2 separate regions of the Gasterosteus aculeatus genome follow, and region 1 is linked to region 2. A link is a contact called in public Hi-C data. All regions are on one chromosome and are shown on one strand. Each heading gives the region's core, a stretch centred on a gene start, on an enhancer-like site or on the middle of the called end of the contact. The rest is flanking DNA. Distances are from core to core; before and after follow the strand shown.

The links. A called contact is a pair of places that touch in the nucleus more often than the background predicts.
Region 1: a contact with region 2 is called in a Hi-C map of skeletal muscle, with 11 times the contacts expected there. The contact joins two enhancer-like sites. A contact is called at or near these places in 5 of 6 Hi-C or Micro-C datasets (liver, skeletal muscle, tail fin and 1 more).

What each region holds. Positions count from the first base shown.
Region 1 is chr1:13,960,249-13,964,443 of fGasAcu3.hap1.1, forward strand. The region is part of intron 1 of robo2 (roundabout, axon guidance receptor, homolog 2 (Drosophila)); the gene reads right to left. Among protein-coding and RNA genes, the nearest start is that of robo2, 86 kb to the right of the region's middle. Within about 2 kb of position 1,348, at least 2 of the 9 cell types and tissues checked have open chromatin away from gene starts, as enhancers often do.
Region 2 is chr1:13,784,992-13,788,673 of fGasAcu3.hap1.1, forward strand. robo1 (roundabout, axon guidance receptor, homolog 1 (Drosophila)) reads left to right here. Exons shown (of 31, transcript XM_078098242.1): 20 at 1,280-1,306; 21 at 2,659-2,701. Among protein-coding and RNA genes, the nearest start is that of robo1, 200 kb to the left of the region's middle. Within about 2 kb of position 1,805, at least 4 of the 9 cell types and tissues checked have open chromatin away from gene starts, as enhancers often do.

The DNA.
Region 1 (4,195 bases), core at 98-2,597, 170 kb after region 2:
CCTGTGAATCCTTTTGATCTTCATTGATAGTCGAGCAGTACTACGAACATAAAGGAAGTATGCAAAGTCCATTCTCTTATATGCTGAACAGGTGGAGCGATAGCTGTTTAAACGTGATCCGCAGAGCAGCCGCACCGGGCTGTTAAAATATCATAGTTCACTGGTCAAGTAACACTTATCTGTCGCGCGTACAAACACAGGGGAATATACGCTGATTTCCATTGGCGGAGTGCTCCCCTCATTCTTTGCCCCCTCCTCGTTCACTTCCTCTTACAATCAGCAGCTTTGTCTTTAATCTGCACTCATTTCTTACGCTAATCAGAGACCAAACAGCAGTGGACTTTGATGCAGAGGACAGCGGCTTCCTTGACAGTGATGAGAGCGTGGGAGACAGTCGAGGAGGGGAGCTTCCTGTGGATGAAGGTCCATCATTACAGCGGGGCCTATTCCAGCAAATGAACCGCAATTACAATAACGCTGCCTAAACGCTGCCAACTCAAGCAGAACAATCGCATTTGGGGGCGAGACTTCGCAGCGGCTCTAGCACAATGACCTCAGCCTGCCTCATCATTCACCTAGACTATTTTAATCTGGGCTTACTTTCCATTATGGGGCGGTACTTTAAACCGCTCTCTTTCAATCATGCCCATCAACAGAGCTGTTCGTCTCCGCGGCGCTCTGGGTAATAAAACATCATCCTCGCTATTTCCCGGTAAAAGATTGCGTTGTTAAAACTGTATTTGATTACAATCAAACCGTTCCCCTCCTCGGTTCCCTGACACATACACAACCATTCTCCGGGGTGTGCGTTTCTCTTGACTCAGCATCACTGAAACCACAGGCCCCGGTGGCAGATAGTGAGCTGCACACCACCAAAGACCCCCCCCCCCCTCCCCACCACAGCCTCTTGGATGGATTTAAGTTGGGGCGTCTCAGCATGTGTCGCCTATGACGGTAGTGACGTCGGCGGCTCCAACATCAGGCACAAGCATGCAGAAGGTCTGAGAATAGCAAAAAAGGTCAGGCGTGCATGTCCACTATGCAGAGCATGTTCTAATCCAGCTTCAAAAGCAGCACCGTGGTTTAAAGAGACGAACCAGGCAGCTGCTGAGCGGCATATTCCTGGAAGTTTCCCCTACTGCAACCAATCGGATTCGTTAAGTGTGGTAACCCTGTTTTCAGATTCACAGGATCAACCAACCCTTGCAACAACACCCAGCACACACACAGTTTCGCCCTGTGTTCTCAGGCCATCTCACCTTTTCTCTCCTCTACTACACACTGGCAGCATTAATCACCACACACACTAAACAGTGACTGACGCCATTCACAAGGCCCGGCTTTGTTGGCTATGCTGCCCAGTGAATACAACTCCAGACCTTTTTGTCTTCCTAAGTGGACTCTTAGAGGAAGCTCCTCCCTCTCCAAGGACCCTCAGATTACCTCTGAAAAGGGGCTGGGTGATGGGTTAGTTCTGCGGGGATGGACGGAGGGGGCGGGGGGGAAGGGTGACAGCCAAATGATTGGGAAGATCCACGGCTCCCGGGGAGATGTGCACCCACTCCCTCTGGACAGCCCCGCGATGCCATCGGCCATCGCTTAGCAACCAGTGGATTTGGCTGAACCGAGTGAAAGACAAGAGGGAAATTTAATTCTAAGGAAAAAATATTTAAATCCCAGCAGAAAAAGGAGTGCGGATTTGCTGACTACAGAAGGCAAGAGAGGCACAACTTGCAGCTGTGAAGAACAAAAGCGGGAGCTGACAGGTAGAAGAAAGGAAAAATGGGGCCTTGCAAGCTTTTCCATTCAGTGACAACAAAAAACTCTGTTTTACATACCGCTAATGTGTACAAACAATACAAAGCAAACACATGAATCATCACTCACAATGTAGTGCTGATAATATTCCAGTATGTGTGTATGATTTCTCCTTCTCACTTTGTCTGAGCAGGTCGTGAGCCTTTGACAACGGCGGAAGGGTGTGTCCAATGCAAAAGCACGACTCGGAATTCAATCAGACTTCAGGTTTATGCATTCAAAACGTAATACATCTTAATCCCTTCCATCATTCCACCAGTCACAGGTTGGACCAATCCCAATCTCCATTTCCGTCACCTCAGCCCTCCCATTTTGATGATTGATGCGAGTCATCACATTAACTCTGCAGTGCGGGCCATTTTAATTCCTCCATTAAACCAGTTGTTTAGCAGGAGAGTGAAACATTGTAAAATCGTAAAATATATATATTTGTTTTTTTTAAATCGCTGATTTTGAACCCTCAAACGGATAGGTCTAAGAGGGATGAAGAAGCTTTTGGATGCAGAAATTTAAACACTTTCAATTCCATTTACATCCTTATTAAAGTTGAATCAGACAAATGAGAATAACAAACTGGGGCACTGTTCCAGCTTGGATTAAAAGTGGCTTTGGTGTACAACCGCAGCATTGAAATCTAAAGTGAAATGACCACTACAGAGCAGGGGCAAGCTGATCACAACCTATTGGCTAAACCCCTCCATGTCCGTCTGTACTACTTTACGTTCTGTTGGACTACATTGTTTTTCATTTGTACAAATGTCTGGATTATAAACTAGCATATGATTGCATTAAGAAAATCCTCTTCACCTCAGTGTAAGAGTGATAACCTGTAGCCACTGTAAGGGAACCTGAAAATCATTCATAGATATATTCACTTTACACTAACTGAGTCTCCCCGAGGGGGAAAAACCGCCTCTGACTGGTCCTGTCTGTTATAAGTAATATGCAAACTATTTATTCAAATGTAGTGCTGATACTTATTTTATCTGTTGCACAAGAAGCAGAACAAAACTGGCCTGAATTCAACCTCCTGTGAGGCAAACGTTACCTGACTTAAATGGAAGTTATTAGCTTGATTATTGTTTGATTCTTTTCTTATGTCTTATGAATAAAAAAATAAAATACATCATGTAAAGTACTTGCTGCAATAATACAAATAGATCACTTTCAATCAGAAACTCCACATAGTCAGTTATCAACATGACGACTGCAGCTTGAATAAATCATTTAATAATCAAAAACTCTACCATTGTTTTTTGTGTGCGTGTGTGTCCCTGCTTACCAGAGTCCAACAACACACATATACATTATTACGCACGGAGTAATAAACGACGGGTGGACCACAGGCAGCGTCCAACACGGTCCGTCCTAAACACAAGTAGATATTAAAATATCCGTACGAAGAAGTTTCACACGACACGTTAGAAAACTTACCATCCACTTGAAAATGCAGCAATCCGCCAACCAGGATGAACGCTAGCGGACCCATACTAGCATATTAAACATCCACGGCGGGCGCGCAAATCCTCGGAATCACTGCGGGGAAGATAATATGTCCAAAGACGCGCCAGTCGGCGCCGGGGTCGTGACAGTTCTGGAAACGATCAGCTCCTGACAAACGCCAGTTTCAGTGTTCGCAAAGTGAGAAGATCCATTTCACATCAGCCGCTGCGGGGTGTTCATATCCAGCAAAAAAAAACCCTGAAAGCAAACTCTCGGTCTCTGAGTGTCACCCCCCCGCCCCCCGCTTGCCCCGCGAGTTCATCCGCGATATCTGTTATCTCTCCGAGAAGCCCCCGCGACGCAAGCCGGAGCGCGCACAGCACCGGGTGATGAGGGCGAAAAAAAGGGGTGTGTGGGGAGGGGGGGTGGTGGGGGGCAGTAAAGGTCCACACCGGAGACGCCGAGGGAGACTTACTCCGCAGGTCCTCGGTTCCTCGAGACGCGTGCGCGTCACCTTTCAGAAGCCTCCGCGATGTCTCACCGCCAGTTCAACACATGGCACGACTCTGGACCGGGAACCAGGCTTCAACTGCCGTGCGCTCACACCGCCGCCCCCAAAAAAAGTTGCTTTATTATACCGGGAACCAGCTTCCAAAAGACCCATGTGGTAAGCTGAGGGTAAAGCGCAGGAAGAGTACAGTCGTGCTACAAGTCACTTCGACATCCTTCTTCCCTGTCTCTTCCTTTCCTTTTTCCTTTTTTTTATTTCAACAGCGCAGCCGCTAGGAGCGCACGGGAGAAACGCGCACAGCCCCGCAGCCCCAAAACCCGTGAAGCTCCACACACACAGACACACAGACACACACACACACGCACACACACACAGGGATGGTGTGTGAAGACAGCAGCCTTAAGGGAAGACAGTTGTAGACTG
Region 2 (3,682 bases), core at 555-3,054:
AACACAGTCTATGGGTGAATCCACCGCGGCCTTTCTAAAAGTAGGAGTTGCGAGTCATGTGAAAGTGAGAGACACCTCAACTAAGCTGTTCCTTAAGCTCTGTGGTCTTTCTCAATTCTTCCCCTTACATGTTGGGGTTCTAATGGTCACAGCTGTGGCTTTCTACATGTTGGTATGGTGAAGATATTATCTTGAACATCTTAAAGACCCATGTGGATTTTCCTAATTGGACCGTATATCTTCAAAATTCAAAAATTGTTGAATGTTGCTGTTTGGTTCAGTGTTGCAGTCGTGCCGCTTTCTGAGATGTCTTTATCCAAGCTAACAGCTCCAAAGGCAATACCTGTATTTTTTAACCACTGCGACTTATTCAGAACCAATGCTCTGATGCAGAATAGTCCCTTTGAAGACTTTATGAGTGCCAGTATTGATCTGTGGCCGGGGGGCGGGGGGGGGCAGAGAAGACTGTGGGCTGAGGTTCCCCTCTGACTTTCTGTGATTCTATATGTTGATGTTAACTCACATAAACTCACAAAGCTCTTCAGGGGCACAGTAGGCAGACATGCCCCCCCCCCCCCCCCCCCCCCCCCCCTCCTCCCCTTGTGGCTGTGGTCTTTGTAGGAACTGGTTACAGAGAATGTTTTGAAAGGAGTATAATTGCAACCACATGAAGCAACAATATGCACTTGTTGGGGATAAATTGGCTGAACTGAGACATGTGTATGTGTGCATCTGCTGTGGTGTTTGAGCAAACTGTTTGAGAAAATGAAACCGTTTTTTTCATCCCAGTCGTCTCCTTCTGTAGGTCAGAAACAGGCAGCAACATTTCTATACTGAACATTTTCTATGTAGCGTTCTGGATGTCCAGCACGGTGCATTGTGGCATCAACGCATACTTTGGCTAAGTCTGCCAACGGTATCTTACTCTTTTGCACATGGGCCCCTTCCCAGCTAAAATGTGAGTAATTGAGTTGCGTGGGTGATGATACGAGTGTTCGCGATAGCAACGGATATCTCCCCGGTGGGTGACCCCCTGCCCAGATGGTCTCTGACAGTCTGAGCCAGGGATTTGAACCAGCAGCTGGCTCAACACTCACTATCCCCAAGTTGGGGCCAGGAGATATACAGTATACAGGGATCAAAGACTAGGGGCCAGCGAGTAGCTTGTTACTACAGGCCAAGTTACTATGCATTGATGAGGCCTATAAATGAAGTCCTAGGGGCCCAGACAGTACTGATGAACAGCTAATCAATGATTTGTTTGCTTCTGTCATTACAGTGCCATCCTTTACTTTCACACCAACAGGTAAGCACTTTCCTCCTTATTTTACTTTAAATACAAAATGGGTCGTCTACTTTTGTCAACACTTCCACCACGTAATGTGTTGTTGTTGTTGTGATGGAGCAGCTTCACGGAGAGCATTGCACACCACTGAGAGCCTGTTAAGACTAGTGTTAACTTGATCAAAGCACTGCTAGCGACTTCAGACGTGATTTAAGAGAATGACACACCACCAGCACGCCAACATACCAATTAGATAGGCAAGCAGTAGCGGAGCTAAGGAGGTTATCTTTGAATTAAAGTCACACAGGGAGAAACAGATATAAGAAAAGCTCTTTGTGTGTGTCTCTCTCTCTCTCTCTCTCTGCAAATGTGTGGTTACATTCCTCCTTTTTCTTCCACTCGTTGACTTTCATCCACCTGAAGTTATTTGTTCGCTAGAGGTGTGTCAGGGGTGTTGGCAGTGCTCAGTGCTCTGCTGAATGTGAAACAGTGAATAGGTGAGAGGAAGTCAAGGTGAGAGCAGGAGACTTGTATATTACAGTTGGGGTTCGTGGTTACACTGGCTGATCCGGTCTGTTCGGACCTCATATGTAACAGTGGCAGCGTTGTTTCTGATTGCCGGAAGGGTTGCAATCAGGTAGAATAATTGCAGTTGCAAGCTTGTTTTTTCATCCGTGGCAAATCTGTCAGGTGAAACCCACTCTGAGCTTTTGTGTTTAGGTTTCTGCCTGTTAAAGAAGAAAATCCTTGCTGCTGGCAGCCAGTGTGAAAGCGTGACGTCACACTGCGTTCGGCTACGATTTCAATCGAGAATTAGATCGTGATACTTTGGTTCGCATTGGAGAGAGCTAATCTAAGAACTCTATGTGTGGAGGCCAAAGCCACACTTCCTGTTTTCAAAACGAGACAGCTGAAGGGCCGACCTCCTTCTCTTCCACCTCCTCTCCTCTCAGGGAGGAGATTGTAATTAAAGTTGGAGGTTTATCTCTCCTTCACACACGGGCAGCTTAGAGCGCCTTGAAAGAGTCCAACTTTCAGTGTGCAGAGCTTCAAACATGCTGAACTCGAGCCAGACAGCCAAAGAGCTCTGCATTTCTGTTCTTCGTAAGCCTCTTATATCCTCCTCCTCTTCCTCCTGCTGTTGCTGTTGCCGCGTGTGTGACTCAGCCGAAATGATGCCACACACATTCACTCACATGCACATTTGAACTGATACAATATCTCACACTTGTTAAGACATAGCATTCCTATCATTGCTCACAAAACAAATCCATTCAAAACCAAATTAATAACATAGTAGCCAAAAGAAAATATGTGGTGACAATAATATAAGTGTTAAATCATGTTTATTAACTTATTTTCTCTCTTTTTAGTTGCATATCAGAGAGGAGGAGAAGTTGTAAGCAGCGCTGGAAGGTAAGAGTTATATTGTTTTCATGAATGGTTTTTAAAAATATTTTTAGTATCACATTTTGGGAAATGAATGAATACTAGTGATCACATCACTAAAACTCCCAAAACGTACGAGTAGCGTTTGGCAAGTGAACTTTTTTTCAAAGACCACTAGGGGGAGTGCTGAGACCTTCTTACGCAGCAGAGAGCTAAGGAGGGGTAAGGAGGTACATCAAATATGTTATGATAACTGGAACAAAGCCGGACGTAGTCTGCCAGGAGCCCATCTCCATCCTACATGGTGGAGAGCCACATCCAACCACAAGGCTGCGCCGTAGACTCGCCCTAAAACGTGAACGGAGACACGTGCACACACACAGCAGAGAGGGCACACCTTTTCAATGTTGTGGAATGGTGCATTGTGCAAAAACAGCGACTGTGCGCATGGCAAACACTGCACTCATTTGTGACTTGTGACTGCATTTGGCATGTTTACATACAGCAAGAAAATAGTGAAAATTGAGTATGAAGACAAGAAGAGGGAATATGTATTAAATTGTGAATACTGAGAGAATATAATTGACACCGCACTGACTGTAAGTGTACATGAGTTTGCATGTTTATGTGTGGATAAATAGTTAGCTCGGAGCCATCAGCAGTAAATCCATGTCCATTATGTTATCCAGTTCTATGATTGAATCCCACATGCAGCATGGCCGTGTCAGCTCTGCACAAAGACAATGGCCATTCAATATCAACATACAACTGCCGGGGTGATTGAGGAGCTATTGTGAAATTGCATTTGGCTGTGCAAGACAAATGTGTTCATTACCCAAAATGAATCCCAAGAAATGAGTCATTTGAGAGGGAACGAGGAAGCGTAACTCGATGCTAATGCAGTGTTGGAATATGCAAACTGGAAGTAATACTGTGGACATTTTGAATACTGAAACAGTATATGGCCCTGGTGGCGTAGACTGAAATGTATTTGTGTGCTAGATTGAT